Linked DNA regions of Oryctolagus cuniculus: region 2 is linked to region 1. The links are chromatin contacts, called in public Hi-C maps. All regions are on one chromosome and are shown on one strand. Each heading gives the region's core, a stretch centred on a gene start, on an enhancer-like site or on the middle of the called end of the contact. The rest is flanking DNA. Distances are from core to core; before and after follow the strand shown. Region 1 holds the start of G0S2 (G0/G1 switch 2). Region 2 holds the start of TRAF3IP3 (TRAF3 interacting protein 3).

What was found. Hi-C and Micro-C count contacts between places; a contact is called where the count stands out from the background.
Region 2: a Hi-C map of psoas muscle shows a contact between it and region 1, with 6 times the contacts expected there. The contact joins the enhancer-like site here to the promoter of G0S2 in region 1. A contact is called at or near these places in 2 of 6 Hi-C or Micro-C datasets (embryonic fibroblasts and psoas muscle).

What each region holds. Positions count from the first base shown.
Region 1 is chr13:24,517,740-24,524,534 of mOryCun1.1, forward strand. It overlaps G0S2 (G0/G1 switch 2), which reads left to right and starts at 3,536. Exons shown (of 2, transcript XM_002717541.5): 1 at 3,536-3,688; 2 at 3,812-4,455. The coding sequence starts at 3,831. The coding sequence ends at 4,127. The region is part of intron 2 of C13H1orf74 (chromosome 13 C1orf74 homolog); the gene reads right to left.
Region 2 is chr13:24,606,383-24,613,177 of mOryCun1.1, forward strand. All of the region lies in intron 2 of C13H1orf74 (chromosome 13 C1orf74 homolog), which reads right to left. It overlaps TRAF3IP3 (TRAF3 interacting protein 3), which reads left to right and starts at 9. Exons shown (of 13, transcript XM_017347813.3): 1 at 9-268; 2 at 3,759-4,163; 3 at 6,074-6,221; 4 at 6,364-6,427; 5 at 6,674-6,698. The coding sequence starts at 3,819. Within about 2 kb of position 4,014, at least 2 of the 8 cell types and tissues checked have an H3K27ac peak or open chromatin away from gene starts, as enhancers often do.

The DNA.
Region 1 (6,795 bases), core at 2,286-4,785:
AACATGCAGAATCCAGGACTTCCTCATGTGGCCAGCGAGAAATCACCTGGGGCTTTAAGCAGGGTGTTAACAATAAAAAATGAAATTTGAGAAAGATTTGTTTGGTGGTAGCGATTGAGATGGATTAGAAGACAGTGAGTTCAAAGCCATAAAGTGTTCCCCAGAAAACTGGAAAGCTCTTCTGAGCACTCACTAAAATCTGACCACAGGCTAACATAGTGAGTGTGGTCTCTCCCCTGCTGGGCTCCACAGTCCAACAGGGAAGAGGGTTATTACTCCCATACTTCCTGTTAGGGACCTTTGTGTGTCAAGAACTTCCTGGGCATTGAGTACAGAGTGAGGAGCAAAGCGAAGCTGCAGCCCTCATGAAGTTTATCCTGCAATGAGTGTGGAGGACAAGAGAAGACCAAACCTGTAAGTCTGTCACCACAAAGCAGGTAACAAGAGCTACACATGAAAATAAAACAGCGCGCCAGGGCAGAGTGGTGGGCTGGGATGGGCGGGCAAGGCCTCTCTGAGGGACTGCCACAAGATTTCAGGTCTGCAAAACAAATAAAATGGGGGTGTCTGCTGGGGACATGGAGAAGGGGACTCTGTTGAAGAACACAGAGAAGCTGGAATTCCGTCTCCTGTTCCTTCAGCTCCCCAAGGCCCAGTTGTGGGGACAGCTCTGTCCCTCCTCAGCCCTTACCCCCTTGACCTCATGTTCACCTTTGTGATTCTTCCCCACACAGAGGGCTCAGGATGTTTTACTGTTTGGGAGAATGAGATTTGGAAAGCAAAGTAAACCTCAAGCTGACACTTCCCTTTTTATAGAAATGGCAAGAGTTAAATAAATGTCGGGGTAGACAGGAGGGTAGGGTGACTAACTGTTCCACTTCACCCAGAATGCAACTCAGTTTGGGCGCTGGGACTCCTGCATCTCAAAAAACTCCTCAACCCTGAAGTCACTCTGTGGCTTGGTGTGATCTTCACAGCTGTGACCTGTGCCTGACTGGTATGACGCAACACAGCGCTTCACTTCTCTGAAAGTGACATCAGGGGCCGGCACCGCGGCTCACTAGGCTAATCCTCCGCCTTGCGGCGCCGGCACACCGGGTTCTAGTCCCAGTCGGGGCGCCGGATTCTGTCCCGGTTGCCCCTCTTCCAGGCCAGCTCTCTGCTGTGGCCAGGGAGTGCAGTGGAGGATGGCCCAAGTGCTTGGGCCCTGCACCCCATGGGAGACCAGGAGAAGCACCTGGCTCCTGCCATCAGATCAGCGCGCTGCGCCGGCTGCAGCGCGCCGGCCGCGGTGGCCACTGGAGGGTGAACTAATGGCAAAAGGAAGACCTTTCTCTCTCTCTCACTGTCCACTCTGCCTGTCAAAAAAAAAAAAAAAAAAAAAGAAAGTGACATCAGACCAGTTAAAATACGAGTTTAGTTTCTAAACCCTACCTAGCCACCCCTACCCTAGGTAAGTTAAGAGCTGGGTTCTTCCTCCACCCATGCAGAGGAGCAGAGGAGCTGTGCTCAGAAACTCCTAGGCATGAATGGCACGAACTGACGCTGCATTCCTTAGCTTCATACATCTGCTGCTCAGCCCCAAGTATCACCCAAAGCAGGGACACCAAATCCACCAGGGTCCTCGGTCTCTGGCACTTGCTTCCCCCTCCCCCCAGCCTTTGCGACTAAGTTGTGGAGGCCTGGGGTTCAAAGTCAGATTATCAAAGAGGAAAAGAGGGGAACTGATCTGAGCTGGTGACGTGCTCCAACAGAGCAAATCACAGGAAAGGGGAACCCCATAAAAAGTACAGCCTGCTGACCCGGGACCATGTGTGGTTTGCATCTTTGAGTTACAGACACACAGGAACTACTTCCTGGCTTGTCAATTTTGGAGTTTTCGGCCCAAAGCTGGGCTGACTCATCTGGAGAGCAGAAACCCAGTGAAAGGTCTCAGACCAAGCACACTGTCACATGCTCTTCCAGAAGTTGCCGGAGTTTGAAATACAGATACGGGGAAAGCTCACAATCAGTTACTAGACATCCATCCAAACCCACAAGGAAGATTCAAAGAAAATGCCAAGACCGATACTAAAACTTGGCTTGGGCTCTTGTTTAAGAATTTTCCTGCCTACTCTGGTTAAAAGAATGATAAGCAGGGGACATCATCCTCTGTTTGGACCCTGGTCACCCTGACTGTTTGTGTCCACCAGAATATAAAATTTTAACTAAGCAATTTAGGTAACCTCGAGCAATCCCACACCAATCCTTAACCTGAACAAATAGCAGCCGAGTCAAAGGGTGGCTTTATTACTGCTGCCACTTTTAACTGACTTGTCTGGGAGATTGCCTCAGACCCCAGAGAAAAACGACCCTGAATGTTTCCAAGGACTAAAATAGCTGATCTCGGAACGAGCCCTTTCCCCTGCCCTGCCACCAGCCCCACTGAACGCTAAGACTGTTGCAAGATTGCATCACCAACCTTTGCAATTTTCTGGCCAGTCTATCCCAATCCTCCCTCTGCCCTCTCCCTTGCTTAAAGCCCTTTGGCCCAGTTCCCTCCTCGTTGCCCTACTTTGCTAACTCGGGTATATGGATAACCAAGGCTGAACTAGAGCGCCCCACACTCTGATGTTCAGTCCCAGTCAAAACTAACCTGAGCAGACTCTCCACTCCCTGGCTTCTACCCCCAACTGCCCACTTCATATCCTTCACCCCTAAACTGCTACCATGATCGACCTGAGCTGGCACAGTGAAGCTGCACCCCCAGATCCCAGGAGGGGGCAAAGAATTATAGAGGAGCAGGAAATCATTCCCTTCTAGGCAAGCAGACAAACTCTCACCAACAGCACATTTGCCTTGCACAGCCCCCAACCTCCCTTCTCCAGTGGGCCTGGGGACAATTTGGACTTCAGAGCTGTTGCCAGATACACAGAATACCTGTGGGGATACTCGGGAGCCAAGGATTGCACCACCAGCACCCTCTCTCTCTCTCTCTCTCTCACACACACACACACCCCTCAGCACATAAAAGCCCCCAAAGGCCCACTCAAGGAACAATTTCCTAACAGGTGATTCCAAAATGCATGCACCTCTGAACAAACCCAGTCATGAAAACAGAGTACCCCTCGCCCCAGCCGCGGTCTCCAACGCCGGGAGACCTGCTCTGCTCATTACCCCATCCCTCCATGGCCTTCTCCTCTCCCATCCGCCAACACACACGTGGGAAAGCGACAACCCTTGTGAGTAAAACTGGAAGATTTCTCTTTTACATAGAAGCCTACAGATGGCCCCAAGAGGGGTCCTTCTCAGGCCCTCCCGGACATGGGAGGCCGTGCGCCCACCCACTGCACAAAGTGCAGCCAGTGCCAGAAATGCACGGGACACCCCCCCCCGGGGGTGGGGGCTGCCGCTGTCCGAGTCCCCCCAGCACGCGTAGGGGGCGTGCGCAGTTCGTGGTCACCTCTGCCAGGTCCCTCCCCCGCTCCTGCCTCTGTTCCTCCCCCTCCTCCTTTCCCTGGCGCCCGCAGCGTGGCCCCGGCCAGGGATCCGGGAGGCGGGTCTCGGACGAAAGATATAAGCGGCCGGGGAAGCTGCCAGGTGCCGGCTGCAGAGTGGCCATCTGGAAGAGCTGCGTCTGCCGAGGAGGAGCAGCAGGACGCGAGGCCGGCCGGACCCACGGACACGCTGACCGCTGACCGCAGCCGAGGTGAGCCGCAGCCCCGGCGCTGGGTCCCGGGGCGGGGTTGGGGGTGGGGGGCAGGGAGCGCTGCGCGCACCGCTGGAGACGTCCCTCGGCGGCTTAGGTCCCCTTCCCTCCGCTGTCCCGCAGGTCGCCACCACCCGCAAGCATGGAAGCCGTCCAGGAGCTGCTGCCTCTGGCCCGGGAGATGCTGGCGGCGCGGCCCAGGAGCAAGCTGGTGAAGCTTTACGTGCTGGGCGGCGTGCTGGCGCTCGTGGGCGCCGTCATCGGCCTGGTGGAGACCGTGTGCAGCCCCTTCGCCGCGGCCGGCCGCCTGCGGGACCAGGAGGCGGCGGCCGCCGAGCTGCGGGCCGCTCGCGAGCGACGGGCGCTGCCGGAGAAGGGCAAGCAGCCGGCGGCCGCGCTCTGCGGCCGGGCCCTTTCCAACCGCCTGCACGCCTCGTAGGCACCGCAAGGAACCGGAGAGAGAGACGTGCAGAGAGCCTGTCGCCAGAGGCGAGAGCGGAGCCAGGCGCTGCCTGGACTGACTTCCAAGAAGCCGGTGACACCTAGAACTGACCTGGCACGCGTGGATGCCCCGAGAGGAGTTCGGGTGGAGTCTGGCTGCTGTGCAGCACTGCCTTGTGATGGCAAGTCCCAAACTGTGTCGCTTGGAGCTGAGTGCGTGAGGGAGGAAAGAGATGCTTTTTATACTATTATTATTGTTGTTGTTGTTACTGTATTACAGTGACCACCATTTTGCATTTTGAAATAAAAAAACGTTTTATACTGTTGTTTATTATCTAATTCCCGAGAGTGGCCAGGGCTGGCAGCCGGGAGGGGGGTGCAGAGTGATGGAGAGAGACACAGCGACGAGTGTCTCTGATCACAGAGTCTCACCTGCCCCCTGTGGAGGGAGCACTTTCCTGAGGGTCAGACAACACTTGCTTCCTACCTTGGGACTCCAATCATACTACTTGTCTGTTAGTATTATTATTGTCTATGCACCTACTGACGGACCCTTCCTTGCTTCATGTTAGGGGTGGGGAGAAAGAAAGCTGTATAGATCCCATCAGACTTAGCATTTTAAGATTACATGAATGGGGTTGGCATTGTGGCACAGTAGGTTAGAGTCCCGGCCTGCAGCGCCTGTATCCCATGAAGGTGCCGGTTGGAGTCCCAGCTGCTCCGCTTCTGATCCAGCCCTCTGCTGTGGCCTGGGAAAGCAGTAAAAGATGACCCACCTCCTTGGGAGTCCCAGAGGAGGCTCCTGGCTCCTGGCTTCGGATCAGCTCAGCTCTAGCTCCTGTGGTCATTTGAGGAGTGAACCAGCGGATGGAAGACCTCTCTCTCGCTCTCACTCTACCTCTCTTTGTAACTCTTTCAAATAAATAAAAAGTAAATCTTAAAAAAATTACATGAATCCACTGATAACAGGATAAATGAATGAAAGAGAAGCAACTAGCACAGGAAAGCTATGCGTCCCTCACATCTGAATGCTCCTAAGTGTTTTAGGGAGAGGGAGAGGGGGAGGGGGAGGGGGAGGGGGAGGGGAAGGGGGAGGGGAGGGAGAGCGAGCTACCTGGCAGGGTAAGAGGCAAGCTCCCAAGAAGGCCCAATCAGATGATGCCTTTATTCTTCTCAGCTTCCTCACCATGAGTTCAGGTCATAGCGGAAAGCTCCAGACTAGAAAAAGACCGGTTGTCACAGACTTAAGTCCCCTTCCTCCCGCCCACCAGAGCCTGCTGAGCAGTAACAACTAACTCAGTGGCTCTGCAGGCCCAGCAAAGGGAATGTTAAGCCATGGCTCTCAAAGAGAGAACCAGTTTGCCATTTGCCTTGCATGTTAGTGTTACCTGCCCTACCCACCTACAGACACTTGACTCTGGTCATCAAATACACATTTTTGCCAAACAAAACCATGGCTCTGGGTATTGCCTGATGAGACTTTCTCCTCCAAGCCACTCCCCCCACACACCCTCCCACACTCCTCCATTTCATTTCCAATCTTCTCTGTCCTCACTGATCTCATTTCTCTGAATTCTTACAGGTCTTGCAGTCTGGGTCTCATCCAGGGCCACTCAGTAAGGGAATCTTTTCCAGCTATTTTGTAGGCAAGATCATGGCTCTCGTAGTAGAATCTGGAAGCCAGAGAGCAAGCCCTCTTCAGTGTTCACAGAAACTGTCAGATCCCAGATAAATAGGAGCTCTCTAATAAATACTTGATTCTTCAATCAGTCCATTTGTGAAGTTAGAGGAGTGGTTTTAAATTGAAGGGGGAGCAATTTTGTCCCCCCAGGAGACATACGACAGTGTCTGTAGATATTTCTGGTTGTGTGGTGGGGGAGGGACACCTCTGCTGGCATTGAACAGTGGACGCCACTGATGCTGCTATACACCTTGGGGTGCACAGAGAGCCCTGCACCCCCTCTCTCCCAGAGAACCCTCCAGGATCAGGAAAAGAAACTCTGTGATAGAGGAAAGGAAAGGAAAAGGGTTTGCCAACAGTTTGGGAGTCCAGGTTCTGAAGTGGTCTCACGAGACAGTGTCTGGCTGTAGTTGAGCATGATTAAGTCCCTCTCCCAACACAGGGACAAAACTGCCCGTGGCCCTATACCCTTGGGCAGTTTCATCAACAACCCAAGGAGAGAAGGTGTACTTATCAGTTCTGTTAGTGACTTAAGAGCTGAGATAGCAGAGCCAGGGTTCAATGGCTCAGTAGGCTGGAGCTATGCACGGAAGCAAACCGAATGAAACTGAACAGAGAAGATGCAGTACAGAATTTGGGTCCAAAAAGTCAACTGAATGACCACAGCATTAGAAAGGCTTTTCTAGCGCAATAAAAGCTAACAAGGGCTTGTGACAGGGCTGCTAAAGCAAATTAATGCCTACTAGTAGAAGTAGAGTGTCCAGAACAAGAGAAGAGCTGTAGCTTTTGATATACTTTGTAGATGTATCCATTTGTATCAACTGATCAAAGTTTTGTTTTTTTTTAACTTTCATTTAATGAATATAAATTTCGAAAGTACAGCTTATGGATTACAATGGCTTCCCCCCAATAACGTCCCTCCAACCTGCAACCCTCCCCTTATCCACTCCCTCTCCCCTTCCATTCACATCAAGATTCATTTTCG
Region 2 (6,795 bases), core at 2,764-5,263, 89 kb after region 1:
GGGGCCCACTCAGATCGCGCCAGAAAGCAAGAGAGAGGAACTGGGGTTTGTGAGCATTGTGGGTTTGTCTGTTTCCTGTTTCATCAAGGCTGCTGTGCAAAGAGAAAGAGAGTAGCAAGAAGGGAAATGCTAATGGGGCGCAGAGCCGGGGACTGAGAGCCTGCCCCTTACCCAGCTGCTATTCTGCTCCATCTGAGACCACAGCCGAGGTGTCCCCAGAAGCTGGAATGCTTTCCTGAGCACTTGGGTTGGAGCCTGGAACTCGGAGGTAACTGAGGATGAGGATGCTTTGGGACCACTGACGCTGGGGTGGTGCAGAAGATGCTCCGTCACCCAAGCCTCCCTGGATGAAGAGGGAGGCCCAGGAGTGGGTGATGTAGGTCAAGGGTGTCGGGGGGTTGAGTAACCAAGAAAGTGTCCTGAGCTGGTTTCCTGAGGCACTAGCCACAGAACAGAGATACAACTCCCATCACCCCTGTGCTCCATCCTCTTAATTGGATGAGTCAAATGCCTGGGAGTTCTCGGGCTACTCACTGATGGGGGCATGAATGAGATGACCTTTCAAGGTGGGAAACACACAGCAGCCTTTCCAGCTGGCACTGAGAGCTCTGGACCAGGAAGGCCAGGCCCATACAGGAAGTCACTCACCATCGCTTCGCACACACAGCCAAGCTGTCACAGCAGCGACTCGTAAAGGCAGTGACAAGGCTACTGTTGGGTGAGGGACAGTGCCCTGGTCCTTTCCTGTGTTAGGGAGTGAGGAAGGCCTCCCCCAGCCAACACTACCTCTTCCCCCAAGCTCCAACTGAGCCCTATTGTGTTGCCAAGGGGTACCCCAGAGATGCCCCCTGACCACTCTTTGAACCTTACAAAGACAGTTCCTTTTTTTTTTCTATTGCCTATTTATGTCAATGAGCCATCCCACAGGGTTTCTTATTTTTAAGCAACTCAGTGTGTCAAACCACCCCCAAGAAAGCTTGGTATGGTTCCACTCAGCTGTGCCACACCAAATCCTACTGGGTGTGTAGGCCTGGGATCTGGGAATGCCCCCCTTTCTAAGGAGCCACCTCTACTGCAACTCTGCTCTTGGGCCATAAATCCTAACATCCACCTGTGAGGATGCCAGGGAGCAGAGCTGCTTTCTCTCAGTGGTCCAGCGGACTGATGTAGATGGCCCAGGTGGAGAGCCCAGAGAGATCTCATCTCTCTGGCTGCTACCCCCAGCCCCCTCCACAGCAGGAGGGTAGCAGGATTCTCTGCAGCCAGGGCTCTGCCTCCCTACAAAGCCTGTGTAACTAGGGGCAAACAGGAAGGCGACCTCACATCCCACACTCCATGGTCTGCTGCTGGGCAGCCACTCTTCCCCTCCATCTCTTCCTGTCCTTTCTGCTTGGCCTAACTGAGATAGTTGTTGTGTCAGGACCACAGAGACGTCTTTTCTCATCGTTGCCCAAACCCAGAGGTCAGATGGACCATAGCAGTGAAAATTATTTCAGTCTGGGGCCAGCACCTCCTCAACCTGGTAAACAATGTACTCCTCCAGAGAGAAAAGGCTGGGGGAATCAGAGGATGGGATCTGTCATTATTGGTCCTGGGAGTGCTCATTTAGCCGGGGGCCTTGGTCTCCAGTATCCAACACAGCAAGACAAGGATAGTCCTAACAATATTGAATGTGTATTAATAAAAAAAGGTAACATTTATTATGTGCCAAGTGCCAGGGGCCTACTGTGCACTTTGTCATTTAATCTCAGAACCCTACAAGCCCCATTTTATAAACAAGGAGACTGGGATGCAGAAAGATTGGACAGCTGACCCAAAATCACACACAGGTAATGGTGACACGGTCAGGACTTAAGTCCACAGTCTGACTCCAGGCCAGGGCTCTCCTCCACCTTGTAGGGCAGAGCAAGCCTACATGTGTGGGTTCTGGACCCAGAGTTCCCATGCACAGACCCCCAAGTCTCCTCTATCCAGTCACTTAAAAGTTTACATGGCTGGGACTTGAGGCCCTTTTCTGTTTTCAGATGAGGAAAGCAGCAGGTGGTCCAGGGACAACCCCTCCCCACCACCACCACCACTCCTGGCCCCAAGGACTAAGAATGAAAAGTGTGAGGAAAGGATAAAGCCATTCAGAAATGGTACAGAGAGGACTGATGTCTTCATATGGCTCCATGGGGTCAGTGCTGCCTGAGGCCAGAGGGCACTGCTCCAACCCTTAGGAGTAAGGCATCAAGGAGTGTCCAGGCTTGCCCACATTAAGACCCCTCTCAGAGAGTGAGACTGCCCTGCCTGTGACCCTAAGAAATGAGTGGTGAATCAGAAAGAGCAAGAATCCTTCAGAGAATTCTAGACTAAGCAAGGATAGGCAGCAGAATCCCAATAAAAGGGCAGGGAGGCTGCTACCTGTGCAGTCTGCTTGGCCTATAAGCAAACCCATATGGCCAGAGCTGGCTAATGCCTGCTGGTTGGTGGAGCTAAGATACCACCTCTCTGACCTACCCAGGAACTGAAGTTCCCGGGGTGGGGGTGGGGTGGTAATGAGGTCATGAGCTGGAGAAAGGAGACAGCAGCTGTGAGGGGGAGTCCCTCTTCCTTCATCAGTCCCAGGTCTGACCCCAGTGGTCAGAGGCTCGGCGCAGGATTTCCAAAACTCAGGATCCAGCTCAAGTGCAACCCCACTCAGCAAAGCTCCCAGAGCATCCTAGGAGAATAAGCGAATTCACAGCAGGTAGGTGCGGAGAGCAGGAAAGAACAAAAGAGGCCAGGAAAGAAGAAGGGATTGGGTTCAGGTGCATTGGAAATGGCAGGGAAGACAACATGCAAGGTGTCAAGTACAGCCTCTACACCATAAACCTGGTTCCCTGGGGACTTTGGGTTCCTGATTCTGTTTGTTTACAGGACAGACTCTTTGAGGTGTGATTCATGTGTGTGCTGGTTTGGATGGCACAGTCCATGTCTGGACTAAGGAAAGCAGACTTGGAAGCAGAGTTAACCCTCACCGGGAGGTGATTCTAGAAATATGCAACCCTCAGCTTCCCAAGCGAGAGAGCCAGATGCACGGAAGTGGGTTTCATCCTGGACTGGACGTGTGGCAGGGGCTTGACCAATGCTGATTTGATCTGATTTGCACATGCGAACCAGAACCCAGCCCTGAGAGTGAAATGGGTGCCAATGGACCCATGCCGGGACGACAGAGGACCCAGCAGACTAGGAGCACAAGCTGGTTGCTAAGGGCCGGGAAGACAGCAGTGGTTGCTGGTCCCAGGCCTCGTCACTTCCTGAGGAGGATCGGTTTTCCCTCCGGGTCTCAAGTGTCACTTGACTATTTTAGTAACAAAGTAGGCCAAGAGAGCAGTAAAAATGCTGACTCCCCTTCTAGGTTTGGGAGATTAAGGGGAACAGGGTCAACTTAGCTGTATCCTTGGCAGGCTTCAAAATGAACACACGTGCTGCAGAATGAGATCATTCTAATTTTGTCAATTATTTCTCATGCCTTAGAAGAAGCAGTGGTATCCAGAGAGACCCGAGCACTTCACAGAGGGTTGACGCAGGTTAGAGAAAATCAGGAATTCGCTTTTCTTAGATTTTATTAGTTTGCCAGAGACTAAGCCCAGGAGTGCAGGCTCCAAGCTGGATACTCTCACGTCCTCAGTGCTCGACACATGTGGATGGAACGCTGTGCTATTTCTGCCCACTAGACCAGGGAGATGGTCATCTTTCTTCCTGTCTTTTGACACCTCCCTCTTGGCATTTGGCAGGGTCCAGGCGGTTATGCAAGGAAGTGGAAGCCAAGTGCAACAGGTGCTCGGGAGGTCATCATGATCAGGCCAGACCCCAGGCCCTCCCCCGGCTTGGCCCGGTGGGCTGAGAGCTACGAGGCCAAGTATGAGCGCCGGCAGGAGACCCGTGAGAGCCGCCGCTGTCGCCCCAACATGACCACTTGCCGCCAGGTGGGAAAGGCAATGAGGACCCAGCAGAGAGAGCAGCTCCAGCGAGCTCGACAACGGCAGTTCTTCCAGAGGAGGAAGCTGGAGGTGGAGGAGCGAGGCCAGGCACGGCCTCCCGGGGCCAAGGAGCAAGGCCCTTCCAGGAGGACACGCCAGGCCGCTACCCTCAATGGGTCCTTGTCTTGTGCCAACAGGATCTCCTCCCCTGGACAGCAGGTGGGCCATGTCCAGGGACGCACTGCTCCCAAGGTGGAGGGAGGGTGGGCTCAAGGTCACGAAAAAATGGTTCTACTAAATCTCTTATTCTTTGGTCAAATACGAAAGTCTCCACTTGCCAGCTATTTAGTCACACAGGGATTTTTGTTCTAGTGTTTTCCTTTATTTGTTTAGCTCTTTTTTTTTTTTTTTTTTTTTTGCACTTACCTTCTGGGAGAAAAAAAATTATGAACAATCCCATTGCAATACCTAGTGTCAGTTCAAATTTAGGCAATCTATAGTATCTGCTAAGCTATTTTACAGCATTCACCCACCCATCATTCATGCAATATTTACTGAATCCTTATATGCCAAGGACAGGCCAACCCTCTTTATGTCCCCTCTCCCAACACACATGCGGACACAGACACACACACCTGGTCCTCTATTCTTCTGCAAGTCTGTTGCATCTGCTCACCCTCTCGCTTTCCCTTGGCCATTCCAGTTCTACCAAATTCACTTAGTTAAGGCCTCAATCTGGTCCAAGAAGCCTTCCCTGGCCTCTCCAGGCCACTCTTGCTCTCTGTGGGTTGTGGGGTTATAAATCTTCTAAGATTGTGTAACGCTTAGAGAGCTCGTTGGTCTGGCCTGGGAAGCAGCAGTGTTGGCAAACGCCAGGGTATGTGGAGATGATCCGACCTCAGCCAGCAAGCCATCTGTGTCTGCCCACCAATGCTGTGAGCACACTGACAGTACGGATGGGTCTGCTGTATTCCCTGGAAACACCTGGCCCTGTGCCGTACTCTGAGTAGCAGCTCCATCGGGGCTTCTTTCCTGGGGCTCTGCTCTGCGTAACGGGAGGGCTGTTCAAAGAAAAGATCCTGCGGCTCAACAGCAAAAGGAAACCAACTCTATGCTTCCTAAGGCAGAACGACTTCTGCATGCGTTTTGTTGGAAGAAAAGAAATCCAGAAAGAAAAGTAGAGCAACTACAACTCATTAAGAACTCCAGAGTTCCACGTCCACCTATCAGTCATGTGAGGTTTTACTGAGACTGAATCTCTGTCCGCGGGATTAGGTACTACGGGGATGTCACCAGCACAGACTTCCTGTGTTAGCAAGAACACAAGATAGAAAGAGCAAACCAAGCTGTGGCCACGACCACCACCCCCTCTCCTCAGCTTCCTACTTTACCTTCTCTTCGCACAAAATCTCAGAGATTCTCCAGCAGAGAGGAAGGAAGCTAGCTCTAGAATAAAGCAAGCACCCTGCGAGTCATCTGTCCCAAACTCCCCACTGCACAGGCAGGAGACTGACACCACAAAAGCAGGATCTAAAACCCAGAGCCCCTTACCCACTGCCACTCAATTCTTTTTCCACCTTGCCACCCTGGGTGAGTAATTGGCTGGGACCAAACAGTATAGGCAAGGATTCTGGAGTGAATTGTTAGAGGCAAATCCAGCTGCCAGGCAGGACCTGGCAAGCAGACGCAGCGGAAACCTTGTGGCCTGGAAGGCTCGAGTGGGCTCCTGGAGCTGAACTGCTGTCCTGGGCACTTGCACTGCTGTCCCCAGTCAGCAGGGACTGGGAGGCCTTAACAAGAGAAACTTATTTCTCACAAGTCTGAGAGGCTGGAAGTCCAGGCTAGCGGCTCTGGCAGTCAGTGTGTGAGGACATTCTTCCTGGGCTAGTGATGGCCTTCTCATCGCATCCTCACAGGGCAGAGAGCAGACAGGGAGGCACACCGTCTCGTGTCTCTGCTCATGAAAGGGTGCTGGAACCATCATGAGGGCTCCACTTTGACCTGACCATTCCCCAGGGCTCCACACAAGCACTCGGGCCACAGCAGATGTGATCTCTCCAATCATCTGGAGAATCTGCTTCCTTGAGGCTCTGGGGAGTGGTTCTCAGCATCCCCTACTTGCTTTCCAGGTGGCAGAGACCAGCTCTAAGAGCCTTCCAGGCCAGCAGCACCCTCCCGCAGACGTCCAGAGGGGTCTAGCTGACCAGCCCTCCCCCCTGGCAGGGGGCCTCCCACCACAGGACCCTTCCATCAGGAAGCTGCCCAAACATCACCGTGGTAAGGGCAGTGCTCCTTGGCATGACTGGATCTACAGGGAATCCACAGTTCCAGCTCACTGGCTGTGGAGAGTCCCTGTCCCTCCTCCTCTCCCTCATACCCTCTCCATGGCATCTGAGTCACCTTATCCTCCTTCTCCCAGGCACTCAGACCAAGGCAGAAGAACCACAGCCGACACTGAAAAACGATGCCAGTCAGCAAACCAAGTGAGTTCCTTTCACAGTCCTGCCCCTAACACCTACACAGCCCATCCATCCCTGTCTCCTAGGCTCCCACTTGAACACCTCTACCCAGCATGTAGAGGGAGCACAGTGACTTTCCATGCCACTTTAATCAGGAAGAAAGAAGCCCTTCCCCACCCCAAGGGCTGTTCAGAAGGGATCCCAGAAAGAATCCACCTGCTGCCTCCTGATTTGCTTAATGTCCACTGACTTTTCTTCTTCTCTTCCCAGTTATGGAGTGGCAGTTCTGGATAAGGTAAGAAAATTGCCACTTTGAAGGGGTTTCTCTAAGATACAAAATTCTGGAATTCCACGATAAACTCAGGCCAAGATGAAGGGGGACGGGCCTGTGC